2 separate regions of the Capsicum annuum genome follow, and region 1 is linked to region 2. The links are chromatin contacts, called in public Hi-C maps. All regions are on one chromosome and are shown on one strand. The core of a region is the stretch at or near the end of the contact, and the rest is flanking DNA. Distances in the headings are between cores, read along the strand shown. Region 1 holds the start of LOC107850897. Region 2 holds the start of LOC107850912 (calcineurin B-like protein 1).

Region 1 (6,543 bases), core at 4,044-6,543, 330 kb before region 2:
AATTTTATGTAATAATAAAAAATCTTATTATAGTTTTAAGTAATTTTCCCATAAAATAACGCGAGTATTAAAAAGTGTTTTAGTAATTAGTAGACCACACATATACACATATACATGCCCTCAAACTTATCCAAAATTTCATTTAGATATTTAAACTTAGTCATGTCTAAATTAAATACAATACTATTCATAACTTTGTTTCAATTCGACACAACAAGCTAACTTGATATTTCATAAATAACACATATAATTAATTTTATGACGTGAAAAATAATATTCCACTTACTGTTCACTATCCCCCACCCCACTCCACCCCCACCTTCTAATGGAATCAAAATAAAATAGTAACATCCAACTAACTCTTCAAATTCAAAAATCCCCGACTTTCTTCCAAAGTTCAAATCTTAGTAACAAAAATCAGGCATAATACATATATAAATATGATTCTAAACTTTACATCAAATTATAACATTGACTTTAAACTTTAATAGTGTACAAGTAGACCCTTTAACTATACATAATCTAAATAAATAAACAATCCAATTTTGTAACTTACACGCGCGTACCTTAAACTTTGACAGTATACAATTTTGGATGCCATCCGGTGCTTTGAGAGACGGTGTAAAAGGTATGATTAAGAAGTGTGTTAAGGGTCGTTTGGTAGAGTGTATTGATAAAAATAATACATGTATTAATTAATGTGTATTATGAATACCTTATTTGGTACAATTTTTAGTCAATGTATAACTAATGCTTGCATTAGTTATACACTCTATTGTGTATTAAGGTGTGTATTACTAATACCATCAATTTTCTATATATTAATAATACAAAATTTTTAATACATGCATTAATTTATTAAATGATCTTAATACCCCTTAATTTTCCTCTCAAAATATTTCACCATTCTTTTTTCCGTCATTTTAATTTGCAATAATGAATCTTTTCAAAACATTTCAATTTTTTTCCCCATCATTTTAATCTACAATAATAAATAATTGATTTAAATAATTGTAACATATTTTTGCTTTGCTTCGAAAGTCTTTAAAAAAATTAAAATAATTGAGATTATTTCATAATTTTACATCTTATATTTTATTTTTGTTTCAACTATATTAATCTGTTGGCATAATATTTCATGCACAAAGATGAAGCTCTTGCAATTAATCCAAAACAAGGTCTGTCACCTTTGTGGGGGTAGAGAGTTTGTTTTCGTTAGACCATGTTGCCTCCATTTTTTGGCTAATACCGTTTGATATATTATTTTTCAAGTAATTCTTCAGCTCACAGATAGATATTACATGCTCCGAAAAGTCAAAATATCTCAAGTCGGCAGGTGAGGAGCCTTTGTCACTCCTGGATTCGAACCTCATTGAGGTGATTTTATTTTTAAAATTTTTTAAACACTCATTATCTTTAAATACTGAATCCATCACTATCAGTGAGAACTTATTACTACAATAACAACAACAACCTACCTTTGTGGGGGTAGAGAGCCTGTTTCTGTTAGACCGTCCGTTCACCGTGGACTAGAATGTATTCCCAGATATTCTTAATCTTGCACCTTGGCTGGTTTGGATTGAACTCGAGTGAGAGCGATCTTAGATATGATATTACTGAAATGAAGACAGAAGCAGGTATTGGATGTAACTAAAACCAGAAATATCATTTTTGCACTATTTGTCCTGCATAATTTTTCAACGATGGGATTCAGGTGAACCCCTTTCTCTCTTACTAGCTTCGCGCAATAATACGTTGACTTACTTGGTTTAAGTGAAGGGGAGCATTGGAGTATAACTGATGAAATTGTTGTCATGTGACCCTAAATGTAAGATAAGGCTGCGTACAATACACTCTTATGATGGACCCTTTCTCGAACCTTGCACATAGCAGGAGCTTTAATGCCTTTTTTTTACTTGGTTTAAGATTTAAGTTGGTTGTGCCTAATGATAGTAGACATTATCAATGTCTTCTTTTCGTCCAATTTTTGGAATTTATCACGTTCGAACAATTGTAAGGCTGCGTACAATAGACCCTTGTGGTCGGTCCTTTCCCGGACCCTGCGCATAGCGGGAACTTAAGTGCACCGGCTGCCCTAACCATTGATCCCTGTGCTTTTCGATACTTCAATTATTCCTTGGTGGGCTTGGATAAAGAGGTTCCATCTTCCTGAAGCAGAAAAACTAAATAGTTTGCTCATATCCCTTTTCCTTTTTCTTGATAAGTAATTTGAGTTTCATTAATTGCACCGAGTTGCAGGGGCGGAGCCACCTTTGGCTCAGGGGTTTATGTATATATAGTTGGCGTTGAATTCTCTTTGGCTAGTTTGTATGTTTACTTTTGAACTCCCTAAGGAAAATTCCTAGCTCCGCCATTATCGAGTTGATTGCGAACATGTACAGCAGAAAGACTTTTCGACCCCTCAAATATGCAGGGAATCCAAAAAGTTGATGAATTTACATCCAAAAGGAACTGGATGTTACACCAAGATTGGAACCTAACATTTTCAAGATCCTACTTTTTAAAACATACACTGTTGAAGACTTGTTTTCGAAACATCTTCTATTTCTTTCGTACCATGAGGACCAAAAAATTCAAAATTGGACACTATTTTTCTACTTTTATTATCTAGCGGTGTGTTTGTTTGTTATACTGTTATCTGTCCTTGAGTCGGGGTTCTATCGGAAACAGTCTCTCTACTTCATCTAGGTAGTGGTATAGACTTCGTGAGAAACCACTGGGTATGTTGTTGTTGTTGTTCTTCGTTTTCTAACCGTTCCAGCTTTGAACTGTCTCTTTTAGAGTTTAAGGAGGTTCATACCGTTTTTCCTTGCTATTGTTTCCTCTTATACAGGTCGTGCTGCAATGATTGGTTTCTTTATGGCCTACTTTGTCGATAGCTTGACTGGTGTAGGCCTCGTCGAGGGGAACTTCGCTTGCAAAACACTATTGTTTGTTGCGGTGTCTGGTGTCCTCTTGATCCGCGAGAACGAGGATTTAGAAACTATCAAAAAGTTGCTGGAAGAGACTACTTTCTATGACGAGCAATGGCAAGCGTCGTGGAAAGAGGAGACCTCAAGCAATTTGAAGGAGTCTTGAGATCGTTCCTCGTATAGCATTAGTTTTCATATACGAAAGAATGTAATCCGGTAGTTCTTCTATGCCAGTCGAAGGAGAATATGTTAATCGTATTCTCCATTTAGTTGTAGTTGCCATGTAACTTGTTAGATGGACTTGGAAACAGCCTCTGACAGAAATGCAAGGTAAGGTAAGGCTGCATACAATACACCCTTGTGATAGGGCCCTTCTCTGGATCCTGTGCATAGCTGGAGCTTTTTCATATACGAAAGAATGTAATCCGGTAGTTCTTCTATGCTAGTCGAAGGAGAATATGTTAATCGTATTCTCCATTTAGTTGTAGTTGCCATGTAACTTGTTAGATGGACTTGGAAACAATCTCTGGCAGAAATGCAAGGTAAGACTGCGTACAATACACTCTCGTGGTGAGGTCCTTTTCCGAATCCGGCGTATAGCGGAAACTTTAGTACACCGGACTGCCCTTTTTATCTTTCAAAAATTCTGCAGCAACCCCTTGTTACTGGTTCTTGTTTGATCAATGGGTTGATAATAAACAATGGTTGTAACACTTTGATCAATGAGCATATGTTTACTTGTTAATGATGCTTTGGCATGACAGAATCAAAGTAAAAAAAGTGGTTGATTCAATCTAAGTTGCTAGTCCTCTCTAAAAGATATTGTCAATTGCGTGTTGAATCTTTCAAAAGTTGTGCATTTATGAAGGACTAGACACCAGTACGGTAATATTATCGGAGGGTTCGAGCAACATATTCTACTTGTAGTTGTTGAGTTCCTATTATTATGGGTTACTATAACGGGGTCGTTTGGTAGGAGGGATACGGGATAACTAATTTTAAAATTAATTTATAGATGAGCTTATTCCATATTTGATTGAGATAAAATGCATGGGGGAACTAATCCAGAAATTAGTTATCCCGGAATTTTAGTGTTATTTTTATCCCTTCTTGAAGGTGGATAACTAATTCTGAGATTAATAATAACCTTGGGATAAAATATAGGATTCATTTATCTTGAGTTTGGTTGTAGGTATTAGTTAGTTTCAGAATTATTTATCCCACTATTTATACCTTATTGATGGGATATGTTATCCCATATGCATGGTGGGTTAACTAATTCCGAGATAGCTAATCCCTGAATAATTAATCCCAAGATAACATGTTCCCAACTAAACGACCCCTAAGTTCTCTATATTTATTTTTGAATTTTGAATAGCCATTTTTAAATTTAAATTCAAAATCATTAATTAAACATAAGAAAATTATATTTATTTTACTAATTTAACTTAAACTCAAGGAAAAAAACAATTCAAATGCATTAAATCTCTTTCTATATATAGAGATCAAAAAATGATTAGACCACAAAGGTATATTGTACTATTCAATTTTATTCTGCATTTTTATAAAAAATTGTTTGTACAATTTAAACTCATAACCTTCTGATTTCTACGTGATGCTAATTTTATCAATTAGGTCGAAGCTCCCCTATCTCTTACTATTAGAAATAAAAAGATTTTATTTATTTCACCACTTAAAAGTAGCATGGTAGTGATAAAAGTTTAGTGGTGGAGTAGGTGCTACTTCCGAATGGAGTCCTACTTGGCACGAATCTAAATTAATCGAATTTTAATATTGATATCGAACACCGAATGAGAACGAATCTAAATTAATCGAATTTTAATATTGATATCGAATGAGAAATAAAAAAAAAAGTTGCAGGTGTGGGCACCATAATGATAAAGATGGGGGGCAATTTTTGTCAATGAAGCCACCCATATTACTGGCCGCTCCCTACATCTGTCCACCGTACCATACCATATAGTAGTGTGAATGTGTGATAATAGGACATTGCACTAAGCAATCTAGTCATGGGCTTGTTTTTATCACAAAAACAACAATTGCTACCTAGATGGGTTGTCGAGACGGTGAGACTGTTTTATTTTTAATTAGAAATCTCAGATTTAAATTTTTTTACGAAAAATATTATCTTTTAGAATGAATTTAGCAATGCACGATCTGAATTAATCGAGTTAGCCTAATTCTTAATTAGAGATTTTAGATTTAGATTCTTGTATGGAAAGCAACATTCTTCAGAATGAGTTTAGCAATACGTGATCTAAATTAGTCGAGTTAGCTTCATCCTTGATAAGAGATTTTAGATTCAAATTCTTCTATGTGAAGCATCATTTTTCAGTTTGAACTTAGCAAAAGCACGATTTGAATTAATCAAAACTCATATGCAAATATTAGATACTTAACAAGAAAACAAAAGAAAATCCAACCCCTAGTGGGTAGTGGGTGGTAGATTGGTGGAGTAGGTGTAGGAGTAGCTAATGCACATCCTTTTGTGCACGTTAGCATCATCAAGACGCGCACTCTCTCTCTCCCTTCATATTTTGGTGTGTCATCACTCAACATAATCCCACCCACCTATTGCCAAAATTCTATGTTTACCTCCCATCACCCCTCACTCAATACACACCTCTTACCTCTCAACATCATCATTCAACAACCTCAACCTCCACCACTTACCACCTCATCACATTTGCTAATTTGCACCTCTACCCCATCCCCCCTAACCCCACCATCCCACCACCCTCATCATGTTTCAACATCATCATCATACAAGTACAACAACCTCAACCACCCCACCACCTTTGCTATCTTGTTCCTCTCTAACACTAGTCATTCCCCCTCACTCACCATCACTCCCATCTCATTGTTTGTCTCAACATCAATCATGCAACAACCTCAACCACCCCATCACCTTTGTTATTGTGTCATCTAATTTTAGGAGATTCATTCAATCATCAAGTTGCTTGCTTGGCACCTAGCCATGTCAAGAACCATCACCACCCTAGTTCTTTTTTTATCTCACTCATCCATCAATCATACCACCCATACCCACAATCACCACCCCCTATTTTCCTATTCCTTTTATACTCTCATCCATCATCATCATCATACAACCACCCTACCATCTTTGCTATCTTGCACCACTATAGCACTACCCCACACCCACTATCACCACCCCTACTTTCCTATTCCTTTTATATCTCTCATCCATCATCATCATACAACCCACACCCACCACCCACCACCCACCACCCACCACCCACCACCCACCACCCTACCACCTTTGCTATCTTGCACCACTATAGCACTACCCCACACCCACGATCCCCACCCTACCACCTACCACTAACCCACGCACCATCACCACCTTATTTTCCTATTGACACCTTTTATCTCACTCATCCATCATCATACACCCACCCCAACCACCTCCCACCACCCCACCACCTTTGCTATCTTACACCACTCTACCACTCCCCACATTTCCTCTTCCTCCTTTTATATCTAATCCTCCCAAACCAAAACTCCACAAACTTTTTCTAAAACACAAATCCCTCCCATTAAACGATGTCGTCTAACGTCGAATCCAGCA
Region 2 (6,791 bases), core at 3,016-5,515:
AATTTGCATCCTCCACATCTTCCTAGCTACAAGCACTGACACGCTCGTTCCTACCATTTTTCTTCCCTCATCTGCATCTTCCACACCTTCCTTCCTACGAGCAGTGACTCACTCGTTCCTAGTATCCTTCTGCCATAATCTGCGTCCTCCACACCTCCCTACCTACTAGCACTGACACACTCGTACCTACCATTCTTCTGTCCTAATAATCTGCATCATTCATACCGTCCTACCTACTAGAACTGACTCACTCGTTTCTACTATTCGTCTGCCCTAATCTGCATCTTCCACACCTTCCTACCTACTAGTACTGACACACTCGTTCCTACTATCTTTCTGTCCTAATATGCATCCTCCACACCTTCCTACCTACTTGCGTTGACTCACTCATTTTTAATATTCTTCTGCTCTAATCTGTCTCCTCTACACTTCTCTACCTACTAGCACTGACGCACTCATTCCTACTGTCCTTCTGCCCTAATCCACCTTCTTCACACCTTTCTACCTACTAGCACTGACAAACTCGTTTCTACTATCCTTCTTCTCAAATCTGTCTCCCCCACACCTTCTTAGCTACTAGTACCGACACACTCGTTTCTACTGTTCTTCTGCCCTAATTCGCATCCTCCTCACCTTCCTACCTACTAGTACCGACACACTCATTCCTACTGTCCTTTTGCTCTAATTTACATCCTCCACATTTTCCTACCTACTAACACTGACACACTCGTTCCTACTATTTCTCTGCCTTAATTTACATCTCCACACCTTCCTACCTACGAGCAGTGACTCACTCATTCCTACTATCTTTCTGCCCTAATCTGCGTCCTCCACACCTCCCTACCTACTAGCACTGACACACTCTTTCCTGCCATTCTTCTGTTCTAATCTACCTCCTCCACACCTTCTTGCCTACTAGCACTGACGCACTCGATCCTACTGTCCTTCTGCTCTAATCCACCTCCTCCACACCTTATTACCTACTAGCACTGACGAACTCGTTTCTACTATCCTTCTGCTCAAATCCGCCTCCTCCACATCTTCCTACCTACTAGCACGACGCACTCGTTTCTACTATCCTTCTACTCAAATTCACCTCCTCTACATCTTTCTACCTACTAACACCGACGTACTCGTTCCTACTATTTTTCTGCCCTAATCTATCTCCTCCACACCTTCCTACTTACTAGCACTACGCACCTACTCCAAAGACAACCAAAAAAATTCAAATTACTAACATTGCAATTTCTATTACAATCTCTTGTCCACTACACTAATTTGTTCCATTACGTACTCATCAAACAAAAACATGTGACGACTTGGACTAATCGTTAACATTATTAATCTACAATAGTGAAAATCATATATAATTATAATACCTTAATTACTTAATATTTAATCAAAAAAAAATCATCGAACAAAGTGTAGATTAATTCAAGGTTAATTCATTTCACATCCCTAGGAGCATATTCTACAGGATATTGATATTGTTCTTGTAATTGGATTCTTTAGATTAACAAAAATCATATATAAATATAAATTATTTGATTTTTTAAAAAATATATAATCAAGAAGATTTTAAAAATTAATTAAGTGAATCTAATTCACCTCCCTAGGGAAAATATTCCACATGGCAATGAGATTACTCTTTTATTATTAAATTAAACACTTTGGTACGTATTTAATCAAGAAATTTATCGAATTAAGTGAAAATCAAATCGATTTAATTTACTGTTTAAAGGGAATATATCAAAGGACAGTGGGATTTTTCATTTACTATTTTACTATAATACTTTGAAGTTGCAAAAATTATTCAGTTAAGATCTGAATATATTTAGTATATAATCAAAAAGATTAGAGAATTAAGTGGAGATTAAGTTAATCTAATTCTCTAGGGGGTATATTCCACACAACATTGAACTTGTTCTTTTTATTAATTATACTTTATATAGTACCTTGGAGGTGCAAAAACACATATTTGTTTTTTGAAAAAAATAATAATTCATAAGCATATTATCATTGGTACACAATCTTACATATCTTTTATTTTCGTGTATGATTAATAACTCAACAATCGAACCAAAACCGATAACAATCAAATCGATAAATATATTAAATATTTGTTTTGGTTTGATTTTAATAATTTAAAAATCAATTATACTGATCTGACTTTGATCTTAACCGATTGTATTACTATTTTTTTTTTCTATTTTGGAGTAGAGAAATTAATGGTGGATTTATATATATATATATATATATATATATATAAGGCTCACTTTTGCAAATGAAATTTAAAAATGGATTCTACATACACAAGGACATGTTATGATTTATCTTTTAGGAATCTATCAAATTGTACAGATGAATATTACACTTTAAATCTATTAAGTGATATATTATTATTATTGAAGATAGGGTCCATAATTTACTTTTAAAAAAAAAACTTATAGAATCAACTTGGACCCCCGATTTTACAATCTTATACTTTAAACATGTTGATATTATACTTGATATAAGTATAAAATTACTATAGTTTTCATAATTTCAAGTATTTTATTTTTTATAAAAAGGAAATAAGCATTAAACACGTCGATTTTAGATTTGTAACGTATGTATGAATTTAATCGTAAGTAGAAAAAAACGCTTCTGATCTTATTTAGTAAATTTTTCAATTTTATGTATTTCATACAAAAGGAAATTAAATAAAAGGTACGATAGTAATTTGATCTCATAGTTATAAATAAAATTTGATTCTATTTATTGCGAGTTATCATATCTAACTAATCATATTAACTTCAATTAATTAGAAATATATATTTTTAATCTTTTTATGTACTTATACTTTTTTTAGAACTATATTATCTTCGAAAATGGAGTAACAATGTGAGGTTGATATAGCAAATAATAAATAATTAAATGGTGGACCAACTAATAATCATGATAAATTTGTATATCGATATTTATGAGAAAAAAAGATCTAAAGTGCATGTGACAATTAATTGAAGGTCAAATGTGTTTAATTTGATCGAGCATCACAAGGATTAATTAAAAATTTACTAAAAAATGAGGGACCAAAATTTTATAAAATGACATAAATTCATATAAAAATATATTGAAGGTCGGGGATTAGAGTAGAAGAATAATACCTTGAGCGTTGTCTAATTCTATTTTCATTTTTATTATTACTCTCGTTCTATCTTATTCTTTGATTTTAGTATTATCTGATGTTTCATTTATTTCAATTATCGTATTACTTTGTCGTTGTTATTGTTCGCTTCTTCATTATTTTCCATATAACTTTTCCGCTAACGTATTTGTTTTACATACTTATGATTTACTCGAGCTGATCTTCTATCAAAAATAATGTTTCTACCTTCATAAAAAAGAGGGATAAGCCTAAGTACACACCACTCTCTCCCATAGCGGCGCAGACAAAAATTTGACGAATAATATACAATTTTTTTCTCAATTGAGTTATAATTATGCAAAATTAAATACACACTTATAATAACTATTTTTCAATATCTTTACCCCACATAAATTTTCGACCAAAAATATGCGCCAAATCATCTAAGGTGGCTCCGCCCATGCTTTCAATACCTTTCCTATTAAATTACACCGAACATATTATCATTATAGTAAACTTGCTTAGTCAATTAAAATCATAAACATATATACACCTTAAGTTACCATATTTACATAAATTTTCACCCTTACAAAGTAATTACAAAATTTCAACTAATTATTATCTTCGTTAGATGTATTGAGAAACTAATTATGTATCTTGACAGGCTCAAAATCGAAAAAAAAAATCGAAAACTAATTATATATATCTTTAGAAAGAAAAAAATGTATCTTTGTTGCATGTACCGGGAACTAATTATGTATCATGACAGATCCAAAATCGAAATTTTCAGTAATTATGCAAAATGTCGGAATATACTATAATTAAATTTCAAACTATCGGGATTTATGTTGTTTGCCCATTTTTAATCTAAAAATTATCATTATAATAAACTTGTTTAGACAATTTTTAATCTAAAAATTATCATTATAGTAAACTTAATATTAGTCAATTTTTAATCTAAAAATAGCATAATTACATAATTAGTAATTAACCTTATCCAATAAAACAAATTTTTTACCCGTGGTTAAACCGCGGTAAACTCCTCGTCCTAACTTCCTAATCATCCACGCTCTTTTGTCGAGCGTGTTCTTCACTCTCCAACCATATTTTTATATAAATTCTGTTAGTTTTCTTCTTCTTTCTCATTCTCCTTCTTGGGGTGTCTTCAATTTTGGTTTCTCCCACTATTTTCCTCTCCTATATATAAACACAAAAATATATACAATTTTCTATATACATTATATAAATATCAATTCTTGAAAACACTCTATTTTTCTCTTTGAAGAACTTTGTATTTATTCAGAAATTAAAGTTCTGTTTAAAGGAAGGGAAATTTCATCTGGGATATATTTATTTTGTAAGTTTTTATAATACCCATTTTTTTTGTGTGTTTTTTAATGATTGTTTGATGTTTCAAGATTTGTAGGTATTGGTTTTTGTGTTAGGATTACCTCTTTGGTGTTTTTAGATGATGGTGTTTCATATATTTTGAATAAGAAATGAATTTTGAAATTTTTTATGTTAAAGTTTTGATTTTTTACTTTTTTTTTTGTTTGGGATATGTTGGAAGTTTTTGTTCTTCTTTGAAATGATTTGGAGCCTGGAGGGTGGTGGTTTGTGTGTGGGGGTGGGGGTGGGGGGATAGTAGACAATCAATAATGTGTGTGAATTTCAAACTAGCTGAAGTTCAGCTCTTTGAGTAATTTTTTTTTAATCTCTTTGAATCATTTATATATAATTGGATTCAGTTGATTCTAATATTTACATTTATATACAATTTTGAAGTTTTTCATGTTAAAAGTTTTGATCTTTTACTTTGTTTTTTGGATATGTTTTTTGTTCTTCTTTGAAATGATTTGGAAGGTAGGGGAAGTTTTTGTTCTTCTCTGAGTATCAAGCAATGATTTTTTTCTGCAAAATTTTTGGTTCTTTTGTTAGATTTTCTATGGAAGGGTTGGAGGTTTGGGGGGGGGAGAGACGGGGGAGGGGGGGGGGAGGTGTTCCTCAATTTCAAATTTAGTTGAAGTTCTGGTCTTTGAATCATTTAGGCTAGTATACAATTAAGAAAATGAAAAGAACAAAAAAAACTAGTAGTATTATTTTCTTGCCTTTTAACTTTTAAATGCCAAAATCCTCTGCATGAATCATGTCATTTTGATCAAAGAAGTAACTTGTCATTATTTATTACTGTTCCTCCATCAACTTCCTTCATTTTCTCCTAGGCTTTTTAATTGTGTGGTTGGAAATGTAGTTTAGTGAAATCCTGCCCGATGAGTTCATATAGTATCGTTAAGAGTTATTGCAATTTAGTTGTTTGGTCTATAGCAAGAAACTTATATGGAGGATGTATGTTGGTGTTACCTATCCATAGTGGTTTTGTGTTTTGTAATTGAGAGTTGATATAATTATTATATAGTGTATTGGTATGTGAATTTCGGTTTTCTAATTTGCAAGGCTAAAATGGTTTCGATGATATATTGCAGAGTTCTAGTAAAGCTGGTCGGTAGGCGCCATTCTAGTTGTGTGATTCCTCCTTGGTCTCCGTTTTCAAGAAGATGGGCTGTTTTAGCTCTAAGGTGGCAAGACAACATCAGTTTCCTGGTTATGAAGATCCCGTATTCCTGGCATCACAAACAGCATGTGAGTTACTCGTTACTGATCTTGGTTCGGTTGAGGTTTTTTGGATGTGTACAAATTGATTTAATAGAGTTGGAACTTGTCGTGTGAATCGGGTAAGTTTTGATACGAAGAAAAAAGTAAATTTTGAGGGAAGTTAAAGTAATGAATGATCGTTAACTTCCTTGCTATCTTTTAAGTTGCTAAATCCGTTAACAGAGTTAATTCTTGTTTTTTTTTTTTCACTGTCATCTGTCCTGAGCCGGGGGTCTATCGGAAACAGCTTCTCTACTTCATCTGAGGTAGTGGTATGGACTGCGTACACTTTACCCTCCCCAGACCCCACTTTGTGGGAATACACTGGGTATGTTGTCGTCGTTGTTGTTGTTGTTGTAGAGTAATTCTTGTTTTAGAGCAAGACAGTACATCTGCTGTTATTTTAGAAATAGGTGGGAGTAACACGTTGAGAGTTTGGAATTAGATTTGATGTTAGAACAAGTGAATTTCCTCATTTGTGCAAATGAAACCAGCCGCTGCGCTCTAATCTTTCTGAGTTGTACTGAAAATTGTTCAAAAAAGTAGTTAGTTTTTTTGTCCCGGGGCTTAGTTCAATTGTCTGTTCATCCGTTGGTGATAGTGTGTGCCTAGTTTGGTTATGCGATATGTTTTCACTTTACAGTTTTACGTGTTAATTATCCCCCCGAACCTCCCAATTGAAGCTTTTAACCTTCCTTCAATAGTCTTATTCGTTTGCCGCCTTCTTTGCAGTTACTGTAAGTGAAGTTCAGGCATTATTTGAGATGTTCAAGACCATTAGCAGTACAGTAGTTGATGATGGGCTGATAAGCAAGGTAGTTTCTTTTTAACTGATGAAATTGATTCCAGATGGATGGTTTAAAGTAGACTATGTCTTTTCGATCTCTTATTATCGGCCGGTTAGTAATAACGTTTTTCCCTTCTCCTCGATTTGACGTTTTAAGAAAAGAAGCTTTTAAAAGAGGTTGTTTTGGAGAGATCATATATGGGAAGGGTCGAAAAACAAAATCTT

Evidence for each region. Hi-C and Micro-C count contacts between places; a contact is called where the count stands out from the background.
Region 1: a Hi-C map of bud shows a contact between it and region 2, with 4 times the contacts expected there. The contact joins the promoter of LOC107850897 here to the promoter of LOC107850912 in region 2. A contact is called at or near these places in 3 of 5 Hi-C or Micro-C datasets (bud, leaf and placenta).

The regions. Positions count from the first base shown.
Region 1 is chr1:252,895,738-252,902,280 of UCD10Xv1.1, reverse strand. It overlaps LOC107850897, which reads left to right and starts at 5,293. Exons shown (of 1, transcript XM_016695707.2): 1 at 5,293-6,543. The coding sequence starts at 6,519. It overlaps LOC107857399 (light-harvesting complex-like protein 3 isotype 2, chloroplastic), which reads left to right and starts at 1,401. Exons shown (of 2, transcript XM_016702280.2): 1 at 1,401-1,637; 2 at 2,855-3,858. The coding sequence starts at 1,535. The coding sequence ends at 3,099.
Region 2 is chr1:252,568,880-252,575,670 of UCD10Xv1.1, reverse strand. LOC107850912 (calcineurin B-like protein 1) reads left to right here and starts at 4,265. Exons shown (of 8, transcript XM_016695742.2): 1 at 4,265-4,484; 2 at 5,611-5,767. The coding sequence starts at 5,732.